Regions from separate parts of the Mus musculus genome. Here regions 2, 3 and 4 are each linked to region 1. A link is a contact called in public ChIA-PET and HiChIP or PLAC-seq data. All regions are on one chromosome and are shown on one strand. Each heading gives the region's core, a stretch centred on a gene start, on an enhancer-like site or on the middle of the called end of the contact. The rest is flanking DNA. Distances are from core to core; before and after follow the strand shown.

The links. ChIA-PET counts read pairs in DNA pulled down with a chosen protein or histone mark. HiChIP or PLAC-seq counts read pairs in DNA pulled down with a chosen protein or histone mark.
Region 2: a contact with region 1 is called in an H3K27ac HiChIP or PLAC-seq map of regulatory T cell precursor, with 6 times the contacts expected there. The contact joins the promoter of Zfp512b here to the promoter of Arfgap1 in region 1. A contact is called at or near these places in 7 of 39 promoter capture datasets (the 3T3-L1 cell line, cranial neural crest, erythroid cells and 3 more), 6 of 484 Hi-C or Micro-C datasets (CD4 T cells, CD8 T cells, embryonic stem cells and 2 more), 9 of 115 datasets of contacts at active chromatin or transcription factors (astrocytes, bone marrow-derived macrophages, embryonic stem cells and 5 more) and 3 of 9 other capture datasets (adipose tissue, liver and macrophages).
Region 3: a contact with region 1 is called in an RNA polymerase II ChIA-PET map of memory CD8 T cells, with 13 read pairs. The contact joins the enhancer-like site here to the promoter of Arfgap1 in region 1. A contact is called at or near these places in 1 of 39 promoter capture datasets (embryonic stem cells), 7 of 115 datasets of contacts at active chromatin or transcription factors (bone marrow-derived macrophages, effector CD8 T cells, embryonic stem cells and 3 more) and 1 of 9 other capture datasets (liver).
Region 4: an H3K27ac HiChIP or PLAC-seq map of regulatory T cell precursor shows a contact between it and region 1, with 11 times the contacts expected there. The contact joins the promoter of Dnajc5 here to the promoter of Arfgap1 in region 1. A contact is called at or near these places in 5 of 39 promoter capture datasets (the SN4741 cell line, cranial neural crest, liver and 1 more), 3 of 484 Hi-C or Micro-C datasets (CD4 T cells, CD8 T cells and cardiomyocytes), 10 of 115 datasets of contacts at active chromatin or transcription factors (the SCID.adh cell line, effector CD8 T cells, embryonic stem cells and 4 more) and 1 of 9 other capture datasets (macrophages).

What each region holds. Positions count from the first base shown.
Region 1 is chr2:180,965,365-180,968,676 of GRCm38.p6, reverse strand. It overlaps Arfgap1 (ADP-ribosylation factor GTPase activating protein 1), which reads right to left and starts at 1,452. Exons shown (of 14, transcript NM_145760.3): 1 at 1,348-1,452; 2 at 863-1,075.
Region 2 is chr2:181,590,824-181,594,590 of GRCm38.p6, reverse strand. Zfp512b (zinc finger protein 512B) reads left to right here and starts at 2,130. Exons shown (of 17, transcript NM_001164597.1): 1 at 2,130-2,170; 2 at 3,606-3,731. The coding sequence starts at 3,608.
Region 3 is chr2:180,435,988-180,439,670 of GRCm38.p6, reverse strand. No RefSeq gene overlaps it. Among named protein-coding and RNA genes, the nearest start is that of Slco4a1, 18 kb to the left of the region's middle. Within about 2 kb of position 2,065, at least 97 of the 459 cell types and tissues checked have an H3K27ac peak or open chromatin away from gene starts, as enhancers often do. A contact at or near this core is called in bone marrow-derived macrophages, effector CD8 T cells, memory CD8 T cells and 2 more, where this site is marked.
Region 4 is chr2:181,519,232-181,523,021 of GRCm38.p6, reverse strand. Dnajc5 (DnaJ heat shock protein family (Hsp40) member C5) reads right to left here and starts at 2,537. Exons shown (of 5, transcript NM_016775.3): 1 at 2,325-2,537.

The sequences.
Region 1 (3,312 bases), core at 203-2,702:
GAACAAAGGCATGCTCCACCACTTACTTCCCTGCTCAAATTAATCATCTTAAATGTTGCTTAATAACATGAAAATAAGTATCTCTCAGTTTAACCAGCCTAAAGAAGGCCTCAAGAATCCTTTTTTTTTTTTTTTTAAGATTTCTTTCTTGGGTGGGCTCACAAGTGCATGCCTAGAAGCCTAGAAGGTGGGAGCTGAGTATCTCCTTCCTCCAAGTGAGTACCAGGATCAAACTCAGGTAGTCAGGCTTTGTGGCAAGCACCCCTACCTGGTATCCATATCACCCACCCTTAAGAATTCTTAATAGCTGAAATGAAAAAAAAAACAACAAAATACTCTTCCTTCAGGCAGACATACCTAGTAGATAATGAAGCAAATAAGGATTTCAAACTTTAGTGAGCTACATGTCACACTAGAGAACATTTGCTTCTTAAATGGGACGTGATGTACATCTGAGGTCAAAGGGGACATCTAGGGACATAGCTTGGCCCTAAGGCTACACAGTATGGGTGACCAAAAACCGTTCAGAGAACACAAAGAACCCATGTCTAAGTTATGCTTCTTCACTCTGAAGAACAGACGATATCAGATCATCACCTCGTCCAGAACTATAGTTAGGGCTTCAATGCTCTAAACATTGCACAGCTATGGAACAGTGTATATTACTTCTGACTTGTGGGTGCCTTAAGAGTGCAAATACAGTATATTCTATTGCCAGGTACAATTGAGAAAAAGTTTAGAAGCTTGATCCTGTGGGGGTCTGTTGTTGAGATGTTTTGTTTTTCCTCCTTCCGCAGAGGACTCACTTCAGAGACCAAGAAGGGAAAAATCAAACAAACTGAGGTTAGAAAACCTGGCTTACCGGCACCTCTGGACAGAATCTTCTTTCGAAGTGAAGGGCTGAGGCCCTTTCCCGACAAAGTGGGCAGTGCAGAACCAGTCTGCGTCCAAGACTGCTCGGGACCAGAGCGCTGAGGGGCCACGTAGGTCCCTGCAACCGCTAGGCTGAAGGGCGGTAAAGCTCACAGGCCGGGAGGCAGGGGAGGGGGGGTCTGGACGGCCGCACACTGGGATCCTGGAGTTTGGGGTCCGAGGAACAAAAACGTCACGGGTCGAAGGACTGGAGAACCCGGGGCCAGGAAGCTGGGAAATGGGAGGTACGCGGGAGGCACCGGGGAGTAAGTCAGGGCTGAAGACCGGGGGCGTCGGACAGTCACGGTATTGGGGGACCAGGGGCCTAGGGCTGCAGAATCGAGGATTACAGGGCCAGGAACTGGGTGATCTGAGAGCCGGAAGGGCAAGGAACTGAGGGTCCGCGGATGCCCGGTGTCCTGGCCGCAAACTCACCTGCTGCCCCCAGGAGGTCGGGTCCGGCCGAGGTGCCAAGCTGGACTAGGCGCTCAGATCCCCCCACCAGCCGCCAGCAGCTTCCGGCTACGTCGCGCTTTGCAAGGGCTCATGGGAGGCCTCCGAGGCGGTACTTCCGCCTCTGTGCGCGAGCCCGAGGCGAGGCTTCTTTTCCGGTCTGTCTAAACCTTCGGCTGAGCGCCAGGTTTGCAGGGTTGCCTCTGCGTGGGCAGTGCGGCAGGGCAGCGCAGATGGATCCGGGCTGCGCTATCTCCAGCGGGATTCTAGGGCGTCCACGGTCTCGACCAAGCCCGGGAACAAGGGACTTCCCGTGGCTTCTGTCAACTCGAACTCCGACCCGTGGTTTAAAATAGACTTGGGCAAGCAGTTCTGGTCAAATCAATGTATTTAGTAGCCGGCGGGTTTTAGTTTTGTGTTCACTTTGGGCCGCCCTGTGTCACTAATTCCTTCCTCATTGGCCTTTTGACGGTTTTGCTTGGGCTTTTTATTTTTATTTACTTGTTTGTTTATTTATTTTTTAAGAGACTGGGTTTCTCTGTGTAGCCCTGGCTGCCCTGGAGCTAGCTGGCTTCCAACTCTAAGATCCGCCTGCTTCTGCCCCCCCGAGTGGATCAAAAGATGTGAGCCATCGCCGCCCGGCTCGTTTGACTTTCAAATTGGCCAAAAGTCAATGTTTTATTGAGGTCAAATCAAACGTACCTGCATCGAAACTTACCGTGAGGCATTTTATCAAATTCAGATCCATACAGTTGGGACCTCAAGGGACAGTGGATCCCTTTCTCCATCCACTGTTGGAGTTTCTTTCACAGGTTTAGAGCTTTGTGTAAAGAGAGAAACAAAAAACGTAGCCTTAAGTCACTTAACCACAGCCTGATATTGTTATTTGAGATAGACTTTCACATCATAGCCTAATTTAGCCTGGAACTCGATTCAGCCTCCTGAGTTCTGGAATTATAGACACCCCACCTAGCTTCATAACATGGCATTTCTGTTTTTGTGAGAAAGGCTCTTATGTATACCAGGATGTTCCAGAACTCATACCTGCCCTCTGCAGGCTAACGTAGTGGCCAAATGCAGGGGACAGGAAGCTTACTAAGAACATAAGTGGCAAATTCCTTAATTGCAGCACTGGGGAGGCAGACAGGTCTCTGACTTCCAGGCCAGCCTGGTCTACAGAGTGAGTGCCAGGCCAACCTGGGCTATACAAAGAAATCCTACCTTTACAAACAAAAGAACAAAATCTAAGCCAGATATAATGGCTCAACCTTCCACCTCCTATAAACTTAAACACATACACATAACCATGTGAAGCCCAGGGCATAAGAAAATGGTGGCTGGAACCTCCGGTAAGGGTTCTGTGATTCTACTTTTATCATGAGGATGTGTTAATGGCCTCACCACCACTACCACACATCTAGCCATTGTTGGGCTGCTTTGCTTATTTTTTTTTTTTTCTGGCTGAGGGCAGCCATGGTGACTGTGCCTCTCAGTGGTGATGATCATGTCATGCTCAGATGACACTACAACATAAATAACAGAAAAGTAGTCAAGGCCTTGAGCTCAGACCCTCGATGTGGCCCAGCATGGTCCAAACGGTTCCTTGGCTCCCAGGGAAGGTAGCAGGGAGGAAACAGCTAGACCTACACAAGCTAGGTGTGTTGAAGTACATTTTGTACATGTGAGCTTGTGAAGGTATGTATGTACTTGTTCATACATATGTAAATGCATGCCTGCGTGTATATGCACTTGGTGTGTAGGTCAGTATTACATGTGTGTGGTGTGTGGGCGCTGTAAGTCTAATATCTCATTACCAGGCTCATAGGACTCTGGTTCACCACACTTCATCTATATAGAGATAATAGTTATGGCTTGTGCTGAGGGCAGATGCTTCTTCAGGACCATTGTGTAAAACAGGCCATGCTATCTATGTATACATTGCACAGC
Region 2 (3,767 bases), core at 881-3,380, 630 kb before region 1:
AGAAACGTCAGTTACATCTACAAAGACCCCTTTTCCAAATAAACTATCACTACAGCTTAACATGGTTATTTGTTGGGGCTTACTCTTCAGCCATACCCTGACATCCATAGCACATGAATCACACACTCTGAACACAATAACCAGACATTCAAATAGGAACATTGAGGTATAGGCCACAAACATAGTGACACAACACCCAGACATGCTTAAATATGTACAAACACACTTGCACAATTGGCCAATGATCTGTGCAAAGATTTATAACATCCCCATATGCACAGATATAATTACCCAAGTGCATAAATACAATACATAATCACTAACACTAGACATGACATAACCCATGGTGCACATAAGTGCATTGCAAAATGTCTTGACACTTAGATACACACATAAAGAAAAATTGCAGGGAGGTGGGGCTAGAGAGAGAGAGAACACAGTTGCTGTTCTTGCAGAATTGAGTTTCCAGCACCCTCTTCAGGCAGTTCACAGCTTCAGGGAATGTAGTGCCCTCACCTACATCATGATGCCCATATATGACTACCACCTGATAACACATGGTCACTTAGACATGTAATAACCTATGGGCATTGGTATATCACACTTGTGAAAACTCAGACTTACACAGGGAAAGTTGAACACACCTTTGTGTGCACACTGATCCCCACCAACAGTCTGATGTTCCACATCCTGGGAGACTCACAAAAGGTAAAAGACGTCTTTAATCCCAGCATATGGGAGGCAGAGACGGGCAGATCTCTGAGTTTGATGCTGGCCTGGTCTACAAAGGGCTACATAGTGAAAAGTTGTTTTAGAAAAAACAGTGGGGGGGGGGGGCTGGAGAGATGGCTCAGTGGTTAAGAGCGCAGACTGCTCTTCCAGAGGTCCTCAGTTCAATTCCCAGCAACCACATAGTGGCTCACAACCATGTGTAATGGGATCTGATGCCCTCTTCTGATGTGTCTGAAGACAGCTACAGTGTACTCACATACATAACATAAATAAATCTTAAAAAAAAAAAAAAACAGTGGGCATGGCTGAGAACATGTAACAGTATTATGACTCAAATGAAAGCTGAATTTTTCCCTTCCCTATTGAGTGCTCCTGTGGAGCCCCAGGCTTTGCATTCTACCTCCTTATCAGCCAGTTGGCCCTTCCTAGTCTGTCAAAAGGGTGTTTATTTCTCTGCCTCATTTATTTCCCCTTCCTAGTCTGTCAAAAGGGTGTTTATTTCTCTGCCTCATTTATTTCCAAGTTGTGTGGGCTGTGCTGTCATCCTCCCACCCACCCCCTAGATCTTACACTAGCAGCCCAGGCTCGGGGCCAGAGAAGTTAGATACTTACTGGCTGTTGGTCTAGGACCACACTGTTCACAAAGAAGGGAGAAGTTGATTCAATAGCCAGTGACCGCAATAAGGCCTATCGGTCTTCGTGTCTAGATTAAGGTGGCCTAAGGGACAGATAGAGGCTGAGGTGCCCCCTGACAGCCTACAGATGTCCTATAACCCTTCATAGGATCTACTTCAGCCAGCGCAACCACACCGGTTGCTTAATCCGTCAGGCAGGATTTGCGGTAGTGTCCAGAGTTCCTGACGTGCCTCAGTTTACTGGACTGTCCACAAAGCGACTCTTGCCCAAGGCACGCGTGACCGATCGCTCGGCCCTGGAGGCCAGGACCACCTGGGCCACGGACCGCACTGCCCGGAGCGGCGGAACGGCCCCACCGGCCCCTTCCCCGCAGCGGCGGCCGCGTGAATACCGCGAGAGTTCGCCCCCCTCCCCCCCGCAGTAAAACTGTCAAAGGTAGGAGGGGCGGGAGCGCGCATGTGCGCAGCACGGCGCGGAGTGTGCGCCGCCCGGACCCCGCGCCCCGCGCCCCGCGCCCCGGCCCGGCTCTGGCTCCGGCCTGGCCCGGCCGCACCCCTTGGGCGCTGCAGGTAAGCGCCGGCCCTGCCCGCTTTACCGCGGCCCCGGCGCCACACGCGCCCCGCACCAGCCCTGTGCCCAGCCCGCCTCCCCGCCGCGCCCGGACCCGCGCCGCGCCCCGCTCCCCGCGTCGGCGCCGTCCTCCCGCCTCCTCCTCCAGAAAAAGTCGCCATTTTGGTTCACTGCCTTCGCCCCCCCGCGGTCGGCGCTTCCGGGCCAGGCTGCAGCCCGCGTCCGGCCTCAGGTGACAGGTGGGTGGCCACGGGCCTCCAGGTGCGCCTCTTGGCTGCGCTCGTCCGGGGCCGGGCGGAGTGGCCTGCGTCCGCGGCAGCGCCCTCCTCCCTGGAGGCTACAAGGGAGATCGCAGGGACCCCAGGTGGAGGAGGGGTTTTCTTCCTACTCCGGCGGCCAGGCCTTACCCCTAACTCTGAAAGACTAGAAGGTTGCAGCAGGCCGTATAACCCGGACCTCAAATGTAATCGGGGTTCTGGATAACTCATTTCCTTATGAAGCTGCAAAACGAGGACATCCAGAGAACTTTAGTTGACTTCAGACCCCCCCTCCCCTCCCCTCCCCTCCCCTAGGCCCAGGATGGGGGTGTTGTCCTTGGCAATGAACGGTGATTGACCTTAGACCTCCTGGATAACGCAGCCCCTACACATCCCCTCTGATTTGAGTTGATCAAAAACTGTTAGGAGAGGACTCACCTGCTTGAACCTTGCTCTTTGGTACCGCCCCCTTCTGTGGCTTTGGGTGCCTCTGCGAGGCCTCACCATTCTATGCTTAGAGCCTTCCTCGGTTTTCAGGGTATGTGATGCTGCAAGCAGAACAGTCCCCAGAGGCCCAACCCCAGGGCAGCAGCATGCATACTCTATAGCCTCTGCTTGCCAGTATTGACTATAACTTGTTTAGCTGAAGTGGCTTCCTAGGCAGGGAACCTAGAAGCTATTGAAAATAAGAAGAAATGGTGGCTGCCTAGGCTGTGGTGGCTGAGGGTCTGATGTGGTGTATTCATCTGGGTGGAGGGGCCCTGTCTGCACAGAAGGCTGAGAAGGCAGGCAGGTAGGATAGCTCAGCATGGGACTAAAGTGTATTTCTAGTGGATCTTCACTTTACCAACCAGAGGGATGAGTGCATGTGGTGGGGACATGGGCCTTCAGGACCCATATTGGCTTCTTTGCCTAGAGAGAGGTCTTCAAGGGCTCTTATCTGAGTAGGTTAGTATTGTGTATCTAGATGGCAGGGGCCAGGACTCTGAGGAGAAGCTATCCCTGAGGTGTGGTGATGTGGCTGCCTGTGAGCCAGCAACCATTACTAGTGTTAATTGTCCCCTATGAGGAATATTATCAGTCTTCTTCAATTGCGTGGACCCTCTGAAGACAGGCTGATCCTCAGCAGCCTTTGGTCTTTGTGTGTCTAGATGAGGGTGTAGGTGAGGGTGTCAAATGTAGTAAGAGTCTTGGCTCTTTCTACACTTCTCATGTCTTCTGGGTTATTTAGAAAGACCTTGTCTGGGCAAACCCCCTTCTCTAAGTTAGAAGCTTCCATTACTTGCTTTTTGATGTGATCAATATAGGAGGTCAGGGCTAGAGAGACATATTGAGGGCCTCTAGGATAGCCCCAGTGAAAGTCCTGGGTTGAGCCTGTTCGTCTCATAGGTCTGTGTACTTACTCTGCAGAGATGACTGAATCCTTTTGTGTTGGAGGAGGCCGTCGGCTTCAAGGATCCAGCAAAAGTGGACCTGGAAAGGGAGGCAGCCGGAAGGAGGCCCAACTTCCCTTGTTGCAGGACCCACCAAAGCTAGGTGAGGAGCTAAGGCAGAAATCAGTTCTAGAGGATA
Region 3 (3,683 bases), core at 816-3,315, 530 kb after region 1:
GTCATTATCTACGTAAGCATTAGGCACGTGGGTCTACTTTGTGTGTGCATTCTTGTGTAAGAAGGTGCACATGTGCAAATGTTTGTGACAGCCAGAGGTCAACCTTGCGTGTCATTCCTCAGGTTCTATCTGCCTTGAATTTTTGAGACAAGGTCTCTTCCTTGCCTGGAACACACCAAGCAAGCGAGGCTGACGACTGCCTAGCAAGCTCCAGGATCAACTGCCTCTGCTTCTGCAGTGATAGGATTACAACTTGAGCCACTGTGCCTGCTTCCTCCCACCCCCACCTTTAAGGTGAGTGCTGTGAATTTAACTCAGGTTCCCATGCTTGTAATGCAAGTACTCCGCTGACTGAGCTGTTTCCATAGCCTCTTCGATTGTGCTTTGTTGGCTAAATTTTGTGAATTCTAAGTCCAGTCCAGAATCTATTTTTAAAAATTTTAACCACATCTACCATCCATCCATTTATTATTTATCTATCTATCTATCTATCCATCCATCCATCAATCCATCCATTTATTATTTATCTATCTATCTATCTATCTATCTATCCATCCATCCATCTACCAATCCACCCATTTATTATCTATCCATCCATCTATCTATCTTGTGTGAGGTTTGTGCATGCCACAATATACACAGGGAGGTCAGAGGAAACGTTGTGAGGTTGGTTTTCTTCTTCCACCAAGTGGGTCTTAGGGATTAAACTTAGGTGGCCAGGCTTGGTGACAATTGTCTTAATGCACTGAGCAATCCTGCCAGCTCTCAAAGTCCAGTATTTATGATAAAAACTCAGTACCTGAATCGACACAAGAAATGGATGTAAAATACAAACGTTTGAAGATGCAGAAGCTAAAGGGAGTAGAGTATCTGTCATTCCTTACATTGCTTCCTTATCGACGTGGTGGTTTTATGATTCTATTAGATTTAAATAAAAGACATTAAGATTAACTTCACACCAGGCCTGGTGGCACAGGCTTAGAATTCCAACTACATGGTAGACTGCAGCAGGATTGTAAGCTAAACACCAAGTTGGGCAAACTGGTGAGTCCCAGTCTCTGAATTAAAAGTAAAAAGAAGGCTGGGGGTGTAACCTGAGATAGAGCATTTGCTTGCTTGCTTGAGGCCCAGGGATGGAGCTTGGATGACACACACAGAGACAGACTTCATGGGCCTCAGTCTTGCTATTGTGTTGCCTGAGCACAGATAGTCACATGTGTGCTCCCATTTTGCTTTCACTCCTGAGCAGAACTATTCACACCCATCGTGTACGGTCTGTGGGTTAGGGCATCCCTGGTGTGATACAGGGTCAGACTCACTACGAATAGCAACTATGTATTTGTCACCATAGGGAGACACAAATGGAAGTTCCTGTGGCTATTTGGCTATAGGTATGGAGGGGCTTGCCCAGGATGGTGCCCAGGGGGTTGATTTTGTACCAGAAAGCTTCAGACCAACTACATGTGATATTTGGAGATAGTGTGGACAGCCCTGACTCTGCTCAGCAACCAGGAGTCGGGGGAAAGGTGGGCCTCTGTAGAGAAAAGCAAGGTCCTGTTTTGGCTTCTCCAGGTACCACCGGATGAAGCCTGGAGGGGTTCCTGGGTCCCAAAGTTAGCCCCTGGGTATGTGGGTCAGTGTCAGGGGTTCTTGTGGTTATGATATGAGGAGGTTTCAAAGGAACAGGATGTGGAGTCCTGAGGAGTCAGTCTATGCAAGTTCCTAAGATCAAAGTGTGGGCTCTTAGGGTCAAGGAATGGGAATCTCTGGTCCATGTGTAGGGGTGGGAGCCTTGAGCAGAGAGTGCTCTCTGTGGAAGATGACCCCTAACATCCCCACTTGAGGCATCTGGGTTCCCCCTCCCACCCCTATCTTCTGTTAGGGTAACAGTGTTCTCCGCTCTGACTGCTCTCGGCTTGGCTGGCTATAGTTCAAACTTTACATGATGTCAGGATTACTCAGAGCCTGGCCCTTCTAAGGAAAATTGATGTGTTTGAAGTCCACCATGGTCTGTCTTGAAAGTCTCAGAGGAAGCACTTAGAAAACTGTCATTCTGGTCTTGAATGACACTTCCTGTCATCTGGGTGCACAGGGCATTTCCCCAGGGCTCAGCATGGTAGCTGTGGCTAGGTATGGGAATTCTGTAATGGCCAAAGCTGGACCTGGGTTCTGATGGGGAAGGGGAAGGAGACACAGGTCTCAGCTTTGTGCGTGCAATCCCCCTTCCCCCTCCCATTTTCTAGGCAACGGTGAAGAAGCTGTCATTTCAGAAACTTGTGGTGAAACTCAATGTGGGTTCCCACAGGAAGTTGGGGGGAGTGTTGAGCAGGGGCCCAAGGGCCCAAATGCCACAGTGGAAAAGTTCTTTGATAAGGCAGAGAGCACACCCCTTCCTCCTGTTCCTGCATGGGAGGTCTGGTCATCTCAAGCAATGAGGATGTGGCTAAGTCACATGAGAGACAGATATGCTTGTGGAAAATTCCAGGTCCCGGGAGAAATGCTTGGTTTTCTGGTCCTGGGAAGCTCCGAACCCCTGGTCTCACTTTCCTCTCCACATCTCTGTTCTTGCTTCTTGCTGGTGCATTCATGTGGGTGAGCCAGGTTTTGCAGGCCACGGAAGCCATAACAGGGGACACAGCAGGAGACAGCAGTGTTGGGCAGTGGGCATGGGCAAAAGAGGGAGTGGGCAGGCGGACGTGGGAATACTGCTGCATGCTTTCCATGTGAAACGGGGTGGGTGTCTGGCTGTAGGAAGCCACTGAACCCCAGCTCGGCGGGGGGTGGACAAGGGGCAGTCCTAGACAACAGGTTCTCAGTCTCATGCATCCCAGACACCGCTGGACACCACGGAAGAGCTGAGAACAAATGGGGGGCCCCCGAGGGGGGGGGGCGACTCCATCATCACTGGGCCAGAGGGAGGAGAAGGCAGGGGGAGAGGGGCTGCTGGGTGGTTCCCACGGGGGCGAGAGTCCTTGGTCCGGTCCGTGGCTGGAGAGCAGGAAGGCCTTCTGTTGGGAGGCTAGACGTGGCTTGTTAGGGGAACGCCTATCCCATTGTTCAAGCATGGTGGGCCTTGATAAGCAGAGACAGTCTATGGTTTTAGAGCTTTATTGTAGAAAGGCAGGAAAAAAAGAGAGAGGGTAGAAAGAGAGAGAGAGGCTGGCCATGGCCATGTGGAGAAAGGGGGAGGGGGGAAGGAGAGAGAGAAGGAGGGCTAGAGAAGAGAGTAAGAAAGGTGAGAGCTTAAAGAGATTGAGAAGGGGCAAAGCAGCCTCTTTTATAGTGGGCTGGACTATCTTGCTGTTTCCAGGTAACTACGGGGAAGAGCATACCTGGCTGTAGTCAGGTAACTGTGGGGGTGGAGTCTAGCCAGAATGCCAGAAGCTTGAGACATTGTCTGAGTGACTTATAATCACAGAATTATGGAGTTGGGGGGCTCTGTGGTGTCAGGCACCTGTCTCTGGGAACGTGGCTCCCTGTTGTGTCCCTTGTAGAGTTTTCTACTGGATCGCCGGAGCAAGCCTCATTCAACCAAAATAGGCTGCCTTTCATGGCCCTACACAGCAGATCCCTGTGGAAGAAATGATTCTGGTGCTCTGGGTACCAGGAATGTGCTTTGAACACACCACAATGGTAATGGTGCCAGGGATCATCTACAAAGTCCTCACAAACTTGGGAGCCTG
Region 4 (3,790 bases), core at 1,288-3,787, 550 kb before region 1:
GAAGTTCTGAGTTCAATTCCCGGCAACCACCAGGTGGCTCACAGTCATCTATAAAGATCAAACGCCCTCTTCTGGCATGTGGGTGTATGTGCAGACAGCACACACCTACATTTAAAAAATGCACACATAAGTTTTTAAAAAAATACAGAGAAATCTAGCTATTCTTCTAAACCTAGATGGGAATGAGGCAAAGGCATTACAAAGAACTATAGTGTCATTCAGTCACAAAGAAGTCTCTACTGGGTTGTCATAGCACTAGATAATGAGCTTCCAGCTAAGGGCACCAGCAACTGCTAGATCTTACGCTGGGTGTGGTAGTAAAAGTCTATGATTCTAGCCCTTTGCCAGGCTGAAGCAGGAGCAACACAACTTGCAAGTTAGCTTGAACTATAGCAAGATCCTGTTCACAAAAACAACTTCTCCACAATGACTAAAGAATCGGAAGACTTCATATCACCTTCACCTCAAGTCCTGAGACAAGTAACCAAAGACAAAATTTCTAAGAGCCTTTTTACTGAACCAGTAGCATATCTTTTAAAAGCTTTTAGCTCTGAAAAATCACAAATCGAAAGTTACAGAGCTGGCTGATAATCGTATCGCACCCCTGTAGGCCCAGTACTTGGAAGGCAGAGGCAGGTGGATCTCTGAGTTCAAGGCCATGGTGCACACTGTCCATAGAGCAAGTATCAGGGCAAGCCAGAGAGAAACCTAGTCTTGAAAAACCAATCCTCCTCCTGCCCCACCCCCCAAAAGTTGTAAAGTGATTTTACAGGAAAGTATAAGCCCTTTCTCTTAACTGACTGCCCCCCTCCCACCCCCAAAGGGCAGGGGAAAGTTGGTGGCTCTGTCCTTGAGGATACAGAAGCCTGGTGATTCTTAAGCGCTCACTACTCACTAATTGGCTTCCTGGTGAAAGGGTAATAGCCTAGCTGCTACTAAACTCATTTCCATTCATTCCGTAAGTATTTACTGGGCACATACTATCTGACTATCCTAAACAAAACAAAACCTTAACTAAAAAACAATGTTAAATATGTTAACACAGTAAACGAAGAGTCAAGTGCTGTATACAATTAAGCAAGGAGGGGAAAAGTAAAGCAGAGAGTCTAACATTCGACAGTAGACTAGTTACAGCAGTACACAGTGGAATAACAGAGGAGTAGAAACGAAGGATATCTCACATAACAGGAACATGAGAGTGGTCATGAAAAAAATGTCAAGGGTTGAGCACTTAAATTGGTTAAGAGACTAGCAAGGAGGCTGCTGGGGCAAAGAGATTGTGCGGCACGGTGCTTAAAGAATCCAAGGGCAGGTACCCTGTTCCCAAACCCGAACGAATTTAGAGGCTCCACTGGCTCCACACTTGCGGTCCACACACACAGGGCCAGCCTAAGTATGAAAATACTGATACAGGTAACAGATTCGTAACACATATTAAGTTAGAAACTGCGGAAAGTCCTGGCTTTTAATGTCACCTAACAGATCACGCTTTCCTTAAAGAAAGCAAATAAATGAACAAAATTATCCTACGATTAGAGTTTTGTCTTTAGGCAACCACGACAATATATGGGACAATATAATTCTTTGTGTTATTAAGTAGCGTTTTGATGTTTAAACAGACAAACCACTAGCAATTGAGACACACTGCCTATAAAGGATGAATGATCAGCTGAGCGTCCAACAAACGGCGACCCAATTTCCCCAAAGTCCAATCTGAAAACAAATTAAAGCTACCTTTTGCATTATTTTTCCGAAGATGCACTTAATGAATTCGGAGAAATCATCTCCTAGACACAAGGAAAAACAAGTCTTTAATCCAGCCATATAACACAAGTTGGAGCCTAAACGAATGAGTCCCTAATTCTCTCCCCAAAGAGCACGACACAAAATCGCCTCTTAAAATGTCGTCCCTAGGTATATAAACTAGGGGTTTTTTTATACATCAAATGCCTTTGAAATTTACAACTATAAGGCAATTTCTGCGTCCCAGAATGTGAACAAGCCTCGGAGCCTTTACTGCCCGCCTCCCTACACACCAGTTTCTGCGTTCCGGGAGCCGCGGAGGCGGCCGCGCGTGCGAACCGGAGTTGGCCCGGAAAGCCTCGTCTCCGCGCCGCCCCGCCGTGCGCAAGGTCGAGCAGGGCCTAGTGGTGCCCAGGGCCGGGCTCGCCGCCGCTGCTGAGGGTCGCCGCCATTTCCGCTGCGGGCAGCTTTCACCTCCTGCTGCGGCGCCCTCGCCCCACTTCCCCTCCCCTTTGCCCGGCTCCGGCAGCTTGAACCCCGCGGCCCCACCTAATTTGAGAGCCACTGGAGAGTGAGCTCACCTGTCGGCACGCCCGCCGGTCCACCGGTTCCGCGGCTCCGCTTTCCGTCCCGGGGCAGTGGTGGGCAGCCGGCCGGCCTACTGCTCGGCCTGAGGATCCCGGGCGGCGACAGCCGTAGCAGCGGCAGAGGACGGCGGAAGCAACACTGGCGGCAGCAAGAACGCGCACGCTCACTCACTGGCACGCGCGCCCCCGGAAAAAGACGTGTGTTCTGGCAGGTCAGAGCTGGCTGCGCAAGCGCCTAGAACCCAACACTGAGGCCCCGCCCATAGTCGGAGCCAATGTGGCAGCGCCGCACGAAAGCTCCGGAGCTCCGGTAGAACTCGGTCCCCGAAAGGTTGCGCCCCAGTTGACGATCACCGGGAAGGGTTAAGGTGGTGGGCGGAGCCTGCAGCTACTAAGCCGGAAGCTACAGCCCGGGAGCAGAGGCAAGGCCTAGGCTTGCGGGTTCGCCTCTGGAAGGCAGGCAAGTGGCACTCCGCGAGTAAAACTGCTCTTCTTCCAGTTGTTTGCTCAGTGCTTCATATAAGCCTCAAAAAATTTATTACTACTTACCAAAAAACTAGAGAGGGAGACCTTCATTTTCGTCTCAAGGTACTGCCTTGGGACTGACATTTTCGTTCATCCCTGGAGACCACCCAGAAAAGACTTTCCTGCCTTTCTTCCCAGTCACTGAAAAATCAACCGCCATTATTTAGCGATCCTTTAGGAATCGTCTGCAATGATATGCGTGGACGGTTAAGGACTTTTCTTCCCACTCTGTCTCATACAATCCTTGTTCACTCTGTTCACTTACTAAGTAATAAACCTAGTGACCCTTGCCTACTTACGCTGTAACAAACAATTTCAAGTGCTGTGCTTTTTTATTCCAGAGCTACCAATCTTCCTGGCCAGTGTTCCTACAGCTTTACTTTCATTCTTGCCTGCCCACCATTTTTTCTTATAATCTTTTTGGATTATAATTACATCATTTTTCCCCTGCCTCTCTCCAAACCTCTCATATTCACACACACACACACACACACACACTCACCCTTTCAAATTCATAGCCTCTTCTTTGTTGTGATATAGCTCCTAAATATATAAATACAGCCTATTCAGTCTGTATGTTAAGTAGGTATATGTTTTCAAGGCTGATCATTTGCTATGGGAAAACCAATTTCTATGTTCTTCCCTAAAACTGATTATTTCTCCAGCTCTCAGAATTCCTTAGTTAGCTAGGATTGAGGCCCTGTGCGCTTTCTCCCTTACACCATGCTTAGCTGATGTTGTCCTTGCTCAGGTCAGTTAGGCAGCCATGTTGGTTATGTTACTTCACGGATGTAGCTTCTCTGACATTTTAAGGAGATAAATCTTAGAGCGAACTGTCTGGTCCTCTGGTTGTTGCAGCTTTTCCTCCCCTTCTTCCACAATGATCTCTGAGCCTTAAGTTCAGGACTTGTGGTGGAGTTCTATCTGTGGGGACT